2 separate regions of the Rattus norvegicus genome follow, and region 2 is linked to region 1. The links are chromatin contacts, called in public Hi-C maps. All regions are on one chromosome and are shown on one strand. Each heading gives the region's core, a stretch centred on a gene start, on an enhancer-like site or on the middle of the called end of the contact. The rest is flanking DNA. Distances are from core to core; before and after follow the strand shown. Region 1 overlaps Stard13 (StAR-related lipid transfer domain containing 13). Region 2 overlaps Stard13 (StAR-related lipid transfer domain containing 13).

Evidence for each region. A called contact is a pair of places that touch in the nucleus more often than the background predicts.
Region 2: a Hi-C map of Schwann cells shows a contact between it and region 1, with 4 times the contacts expected there. The contact joins two enhancer-like sites. A contact is called at or near these places in 5 of 12 Hi-C or Micro-C datasets (Schwann cells, kidney and liver).

Annotation. Positions count from the first base shown.
Region 1 is chr12:5,519,700-5,524,009 of GRCr8, forward strand. All of the region lies in intron 1 of Stard13 (StAR-related lipid transfer domain containing 13), which reads right to left. Among named protein-coding and RNA genes, the nearest start is that of Trnap-agg21, 46 kb to the left of the region's middle. Within about 2 kb of position 2,397, at least 51 of the 93 cell types and tissues checked have an H3K27ac peak or open chromatin away from gene starts, as enhancers often do. A contact at or near this core is called in Schwann cells, where this site is marked.
Region 2 is chr12:5,562,663-5,566,972 of GRCr8, forward strand. All of the region lies in intron 1 of Stard13 (StAR-related lipid transfer domain containing 13), which reads right to left. Among named protein-coding and RNA genes, the nearest start is that of Stard13, 5.4 kb to the right of the region's middle. Within about 2 kb of position 2,144, at least 15 of the 93 cell types and tissues checked have an H3K27ac peak or open chromatin away from gene starts, as enhancers often do. A contact at or near this core is called in Schwann cells, where this site is marked.

The DNA.
Region 1 (4,310 bases), core at 1,147-3,646:
TGTGTCTGTGTGTGTGTGTGTGTGTGTTAGAATTGCCAAAAAGAAGGAAGGAAGGAAGGAAGGAAGGAAGAAAGGAAGGAAGGAAAGAAGAACATTTGACTTGGAGGTGTAAGGATTTGAAGGATTTTGCCAGGTGGGTTAAGTGGTGGAAGGGTGGAGTTACTCAGGCAAAGGAGACAAGAAATGGAGGCACAGAAGCGTGAAGAGTAAGGAGCACTAGTGGAAAATCACTGTATGCTGGGTCTCAGGCGTTGGGGGAGGGTGGGGCTATCTCTGCATAATGATTCTTCACATATTTCTTGATAGGGGCTTGTGATTTTTTTTCAGCTCATTTGAGGTAAAGCATCCAGAGCACGAATCTATTAAAGTAGCAGGTATTTCAAAGACTTCATCAACCTAATGGATTCTCTAGTGTAAGTATTTGGTAAATTTATATAAATCTCACGGGGTGAGGGAGAAGGCTCCGAGGGAAGAGGCATTGGTTGCTAGGACTGGAACCCGTCAGGTTTCAACCCTAGACTAATGGCAAAGGGGCCTATTTAACATATCAATGCAGAGACTTCCAGGTTCTCCCTGCATTCCCCCAGGCCCTCCAGGTTACTGCACCCTCCTGGCTGGTTGGTATGCCCCACCCCCTAACATGAATAATCCAGCCCATTGGCTGCCCTTCCTCCAGCCCTATATAATCCAACCATTTTGGTTACCCCCCTCTTTTTGTACCTTTGGGCCTCCTGGCTGCTGCACCTGGTTTCCCTCTCTCCCCTCTCTTCCCTTCCTGCCTCTCCTCAGGGTCACAGCCACTCTGAACTCTCTCAGATATCCCTGCCTTCTCCCATAAGTCAACTGTAAGCCTTCTCTGCCATACCTGGGGCGAGGCAAGTTCCTCTCCTTTTTTGTTTTATTTTTTTCAGAACCCACATGATGGATGGGGAGAAGGGGAGAACTGACTCCTGCAAGTTACCCTCTGCCCTTTACTTGCTACACCCTGACTCGAGGGCCCCGAGACCCACATGCGCACAAACAGAAGCCAACACAGAAACACAGCAGGTGGAAGCTGACGACTAGGGAGTGATCTGCCAAGGGCAAGTGCTTATCCTGGGCGCTCTTATTTCCTGTGCCTTCAGCGCAAACGAAGTTACTTATCTTTCATCTAAATGCCAACAATATTGCCTAATTCCACAACGCCAAGGTCCAACACGTTTGAATGTGAGATTTCAACAGTTCTGCTGCGTGTCCACTAGAGGCCTGTGAAGAGCTTCCCCCCAACCCTGAGTCTCATAGCCAAACCGGCCTAAACAGGAACAAATAAGAAATCTTGATTCAATACTGATAAGTCAGATCAAATTTACAATGTATCCTCGTGGTCAAGGCCATACTCATGAATAAAACAAACAAAATTCAATACTCTTTCAAAACTCCTTAGTACTTAGTTATAAACATTACAAAACAGGGAAAGGAGAAAAGGAAAAAGGAAAAAAAAAAGGTAGTGTTGAAAGTTAGGTTTCGAAAGGTTCAGTCACAATTCCAGAGACTTAAGAAGAGTACCAAATGGTGGTAACCTTGCTGGAATAAAAATTGCCTGGTGCAATTAATGAGCTTCCAGGTCCTTCAGAATTTTCTGAATACAAAAGACATACAAGAGAGGGCCCTGGGCGGGAAGTAAACAGCAAGGTAATTTAAGACAGATGGGCTGGGAAGGGACTTCTTTTTTTTCTTTTTCTTTCTTTCTTTTTTTTTTTTTTTTTTTTTGTTTGTTTGTTCTTTTTCCGGAGCTGGGGACCGAACCCAGGGCCTTGCGCTTCCTAGGTAAGCGCTCTACCACTGAGCTAAATCCCCAGCCGGGAAGGGACTTCTTAAATAGCGGCCACAGGGCAATAAACAGAAGTCAGTGAGACAGGCACAGGAGTGCCAAGAAGACCTGGACTGAATGAACCCTAAGGTGATGACCGGGGCAATCGCAGGAGGGGACTGGGTGACTGAGATGAAGTGCTTACCATGTCTGCCATGTGAGCAAAGCTTGCTGGACTGTGCATATGGGGAAAATTACTAGAAGAAATGAGGTGCCCGGTGACAGTCTGCAGGCAGCCTGGCTACCAGCTCCCCAAACAGAGCATTCTCAGTGCCTCCTCAGACAGGCAAAACAAAGCCATCAGGACTCCCGAGAGCACACTTGCACACAAGGCTGCGAGTCTCTTTGCAGAAGCGCCTTCTCTCCTCTAGGTTCAGTTAATTAGCAAGAGGGCTAGTTGGACAGAGTGGAAAGAAAGAGCCTTTTGTTTGGAGAACCTGTGAAAACATCCCCTCAGAAGCCTGTAACTTTCCCTACAGATCACCCTGGCCCTGAGGACACATCAGAGTGCCAGAAGGCACTGCTGTCCCCACACAGCCCACATTCAAAAGGCAGTTAGTTCTCTTTGTTGTCCCCGGGGAGTTAAGCCTTAATGGGTTTACAGTGTGCAGGCTCTCTTGGAGAGTAGCTGGAGGTTGTCTGCTGCCAGAATCAGAGCAGAGAGAAAAACCCCCAGTGAATCCCACAAATGTGGAGGTGACCCTGCCTGCACTCTAAGGAGACCAGCGCTCACTCCAGGCATTGAGCATTGAGGCCCCTGCGAGAATGCCCTGAGAGGTCATGGGATCCGAAAGGGAATCTGTGATTACTGTGAGCAGATGGCTGAAGGCCTTGGAGGCTTCACTCTTCAGGGAGGACTGTGACAAGAATTCACCGACTGTCAGCGTCCCCAAATAAATTCTAGGTGAGAAAAGTCACCACTGTTGTGGTAAAACCATGTGTTGCCAGTTACTCTTGCTGTCAAAGCCCCACCTTCTCTTGTTTCAGGAGAAATCTTCATTTTAAACTAAGACGCTCTGATAGTTCATGCTTTTTTCTCTTATAAGCAAAGATGTAGTTATATGTATGCATATATATCCAAACATAAACATATATGCATATACATACAGATACATATATACATATACACAAATATATACACATATATGCATATACATACATAGATACATATACATACAAATATGTACATATATGTGCATATACATATATATATGTATATATATCCCTAATAGGAGAGTAACGAAAATTACATGATGCAAAAAAGTAAGTAAATAAAAGAACTAGAAAATAATAATAATAATAGTAATAGTAAAAGTAATAATAATACAATAAAGACTTGCATTTGCTTGGATGTTGCATTTGCTTGTGACTGTGTGGCCCATGGGCTGCACATACTCCAGGAAGTTCATGCTTTTAAGAGTAGAGATTTCATAATCCTTTTAAAGCTACAGTCATGTTTCCCCACCCTCCCCCACCCCCACTTTACAACATCCTTCCGATCAAGGGTTGTTCTTTGATGCGCGCTCTTGCTGAAATCTCAGCCTGTTTCCTGCTCCTCTCATGTTGGTTCATCTGAACGTTGTATTATCTCCTGTCAGGAATGGTTTATTTGTCCATGAGGATCCCCAAAGCCAGCCTGTGTCCCTTTATTCACGGAACGTACTCTTAGGTACAGCCGAGGATGTGCCGACTGCACGATGTGGGGCTTAGGTCTCAGCTTACATCACAGCTGTGCGACGCTAGAATCTGGCAGAGAATTCCAGACCCACAAAAGGAAAAGACAGGCAAACTCTCAATGCTTGAGTATTTAGGAAAGAGGAAAAACAACACACAAACAAATAAAAAACACAAAACAAACCCCATGTATTTTCTACTACAACACTGATTTAGAAAGAGGAGGTTTGAGCCATAGAGAGGGTGAGCTATAGTTTTAAAATGGAAAGACTTTCATCCCAAGAAACCCCTTGAGTGGTCATCCTAGCCCCCAAACCATAAAAGACAGAATTTATCTCAGGTGAAGGACAAACTCAGTAGTTCCTGGGCCAGGGACAGTAATGGGAAGCCATTGGTAGCACACTACGCAAGAACAGGGGAGACAAGGCTCAGGGCTGTCACAGAGCCAGTGGCTGAGAGTTCTCTGTGGCTGGACATCACGGCCTAAGGAGCTCTACTGAGTCTCACAGGACTCCTCCTGGCTGGCTTCACTGTCAACGCCAATGTTTGAACTTTGGAAGGCTGGCTGTTGTAGGAGACTGGAGGAGGCAAACATGGGGAGAGTGCCTGCAGGATTTATCTCACCATAAACAACTTCCATAACTCTCCCCTCATCACACCCACCCATCCCAGCAGCACTGAGCTCTATGTTGGCCCACAGAAAGGACAATGACCCATTCCTTAGAAGAGGTCTGACCACACGACCACCTGGGGCTCCTGGCTCTTTCTGAGCCTCACCTTGAGGGGG
Region 2 (4,310 bases), core at 894-3,393, 43 kb after region 1:
TGTTTGGAAAAGAAAAACTGTGCATCATGTAAATGTTCAAATGTTATGTCTTTGCCAGAGTGGAAAATATATTAAGAATATATCTGGAAACTTCCCAGGAATGGGGATTTACGAGCTGCTGATAACCTCATTCTGCCCAGGTCCCTTTCCCCCACTGTACTGAGAGTGTTTCTTCTCCTTGACACACGGGGTCTTGAGATCAGGGATGGCCTGACACCATCCATTCAATGCAGCCAAAGAGGTTTCTGGATCACAGAGGTGACAGGTGCCATACACTAGCACACAGGCTTCTGTGAGAGTTTGATGCCGCTGAAGGGCGTCCCGCTTCCCTGTGGGTGAGGACTCCACTTCCAGACAGCCCTAGAACATCTTCAGTGAGCTACAGAAATGCTAGGCCCACCTCGGGACTCCTCCAAGACTTCCACTAGACCGTAAGTCAGATCAACGCAAAGCCAGGAATCAGCCTTGCCCTGGTCCAGCACATCTGTGCTTGGGTTTTAGACTTCTCTGGGACTAGTTATACTGTTGTGGTAATCAATTAACTCTGTTCAAACACATTCTCAATTTTCTGTTCAACATATGAGCAGGGACTGTCCTCTTAGAATAGAATATTCATTCTATTGCTTTAATTTAAAAAAAAAAGGCGACCAGCTTGCCTCTACCCAGTTGAATTTTCTCTTCTTTCTTTATTTGTCTGTTTTGACTTTATTTTTGTTCCCCCTGTTTTGTTTGTCTTAAAGAGAGAAAATGAAATTGGGGCAGGGGGTGGTGGTGGTGGTTAGGGAGAGGTGGGAGAGGACCTAGGAGGAGTTTAGGGAAGGCAAAGATATTATCAAAATATACTGTATGAAAATTTTTTAATTAAAAATTTTAAAAAGATGTGGTATTGGCCATTTTTTAAAACAAAAATGTGTAGTGTCACCCTCCAAAAATATGACTTCTAACTAGGTACTGCCTGACGCATGCCAGAAATACAAAGAGAGTTATTGAACAGACTGCAGGCCACACACTTTCCTTGGTAAGCCACTTTCCGCCTGGTCTTTAGAAGCCTTGGCTTCGGAAGACCCCACTCTCTGGTGTCCGATGGGATGGGGTCACCACAAACGACAAAGAGTGGCAGTTTAAACAAACTTTATGGCTCCCTGCAGCAGAGTTTCTCTGGGCTTTCATGGCGTGTGAATATTCAAGAAAGGAAAGACATGCATCATTTCCCAAGTTACTTCACCTCAGAAGTATTTCCCACTGGAATCCTCACCTCCTGGGAGTCCTGCCCGACAGGGAGAGCGTGGACCTGGGACCGTGGCTTGTCCCACAGTGCGGACCGGGAGGGCAGCTTGTAAGTGTCTTCTGCGCTGGTTTTATACTGTGGAAGACTGCACCTGCCCTCTTTCACATCCACTCACCCCTCTCCTGACGCTCTTCCTGAGCGAAAGCTTGTGGTGGTCCTAAACCCACTGCCAGGTACAAGAAGTAAATGATGGGCCAGAGAGGTGGCTCACAATAATCCACAACTCCAGGATCCACGGGAATCCAGTGCCCTCCCCTGACTTCCACAGGCACCAGATACTCATGTGATTCACAAACAAAACACACACACACACACACACACACACACACACACACACACACACACGCACAAATAAGAAATGTACTGCATACATTCGTGGTCTCTATGCTCACATGCATGGCCCTCTATGCTCACATGCTTGGGCCTCTATGCACACATGCATGGTCTCTATGCTCACATACATGACCCTCTATGCTCACGGGCATGGCCCTCTATGCTCACATACATATCTCTATGCTCACATAAATGGTCTCTATGCTCACATGCATGACTTCTATGCTCACATACATGACATGGCTCTCTATGCTCACATGAATGGTCTCTATGCACACATGGATGGCCCTCTATGTTCACACACATGCCTCTCTTTCCCTAGCTTCTTCCTGGGGTATACTTGTGCACCCTTGTTTGTACTATGTAGTAAGGTTTTAAGCATTATCCATTTAAACCTCTTGAGCCACTAACCCGTTCACCTGCAACTTTGGTTAAACAGTAGCCTCCCTGAACAGGCCCTCCTCCAGTCTCCTGCACTGGAGAGAAGCTGGCTGTGAGTTAGCCAATGAGACGGATGCCAATTGCCACACTCCTTTTCAAGGGGCTTGAGCAACAGGGATGGGCAAGGTGACAGGTGCAGTCCCTGGTCTCTGGGCTTCCTTTGTTCCTCTACCATCACCGTCACCCTCTTACTCAGAGAGCAGTTGGGTAAGAAGGACTGAACATTTCAGGGGAACAAATGACCATTTAATTTAGGCTGACACTACCCAGTTAGTGTGGGTGAGGGTCCTCCCTCGCCAGGGATGGGCGATGCTCACCACTTAGGTTGGGCAAATTCTCAAGATGCCATTTGACACAGTAATGAGGGAGAGAAAAATATGCTCCTCACGCCCACTGGAGTCAGCTGGGGACTGACGTGCTCACTTCATGTTAGTGGAGTTAACTCAGCGGCTGTGTCTAAAGATTATTTCAGACTAAGCAAAAGCCCAGCTTCCACTCTTTTCCCCAGCAGTGAGATTTTCTGAATCCTCTATTTCTTCTCAAGCAAAGAAATCTCGTGGTGAGTGCAAGGGCACACACGCAGACACAGCCTACCTGCTGTACCCCTGCGATGGGCTGCACATGACGACCACTTCACATTAAGGCCAGGAGCCCCGAGAAGAAAAGTTCCTCTATAATTACAGTAATTATGCCATTTAAATAGACCACGGACCGCACATCCTCACGAGGTCTTACGACATGAGTAACTAAAGCACTCAGATCAGCCGTGCACAGGTAGATACTGGGGGACAGTAAGGACAGTGGGAGAAAGAACCCTCCTTCTCTCAAGGGACACTCATGAACACAGGATTATCCAACTTCAGACATGAAGGGACCTTTTACAGAGAGCTTAATCCAAACCCTTTTACCTTACTGTACGGAAGAAGGTCTTTAGAAGTTGTGTGTTCCCCAAAATCATCGGAGCAGTCAGTAAGTAGCAGGGGCAGAACGAAAACCAGAATTTGTTTCTTCAGAAAAATTAGAAGCCACTGTTCAACTGCATGAGGCAGAGAGGCTATGCCTCTCTTATGGGCTCCCTCAAGCTGTGCTTACGTCTGTTTTCTACATAAAGAGTTACTGACACGATTATAGAGAATTCTAAAACACGACAAGGAAAAACGTGTGCAAGCGTGTGTGTGTATGTGTGTGTATGTGTGTGCTTGTGTGTGCATGTGTGTATGTATGTGTGTGTATGTATGTGTATGTGTGTGCATGTGTGTATGTATATGTATTTGTATGTATATGTGTGTATGTGTGCGTATGTGTGTATATGTGTGTATGTATGTATATGTATGTATGTGTGTATGTGTGTATATGTATGTGTATGTATATGTGTATGTGTGTTTACGTTTGTGTGTGTGTGTGTGTGTGTGTGTGTGTGTGTGTGTGATCATAGTCTATTCATATTGCTCACCCAAAAGGAAAGGCCCAGTGATATTCTAGACTCTGCCACCATGGAGTAGGAAAAAGTACTGAAGCAGAGCCTAGAGCTTGGATCCCTGCTCTTTTTCCTTTTGATGGTGTATTTTACTGAAATCTAGGCCATCTCAGGATGGATTTTGAGAATTTCAAATAAAAAACATGAGAGTTTTTTTCAAAAGCCAATCATATTCCTAGGTCTGCTTCGATTGGACTTTTCCAAATGGCGTGTGCATGTATGTGAAAACATGATGTTTTGATATCCTGAGAGAGCAACAATAGAAGTCCAGTTCTTCTCCAGCATGCAGATTATAACAGCTATCATAAAGAGACAATACAATATAGCCACAATGCAATACTACCCAGCATTCGGTCGGAAACAAATCTCATGAAAATACTGTAATTCAGATGGACCTAAAGGACACTGGCCTTAAATGAAATCACCCGGTCACAAAAGACAAATACTGTGTGAGCCTCCATATGCAAGGTGTGTAGTCAGTCAATCAGAGTCTCAGTTCCAGTAAGACATAAAGGCAGAGGAGGACAACAGCAGTGGCTGCAAACGCTGTAATAATGACCATTCGATACACTTAAAAATGGCTGCTTGGTACACTTAAAAATGGCTGCTTAAGGGTTAGGGATTTAGCTCAGTGGTAGAGCGCTTGCCTAGCAAGCACAAGGCCCTGGGTTCGGTCCCCAGCTCCAAAAAAAAAGAAAAAAGGAAAAAAAATGGCTGCTTATGGTTAGTTTAAGTTGTATATATTTTACTATAATAAAACTTAGAAAACAA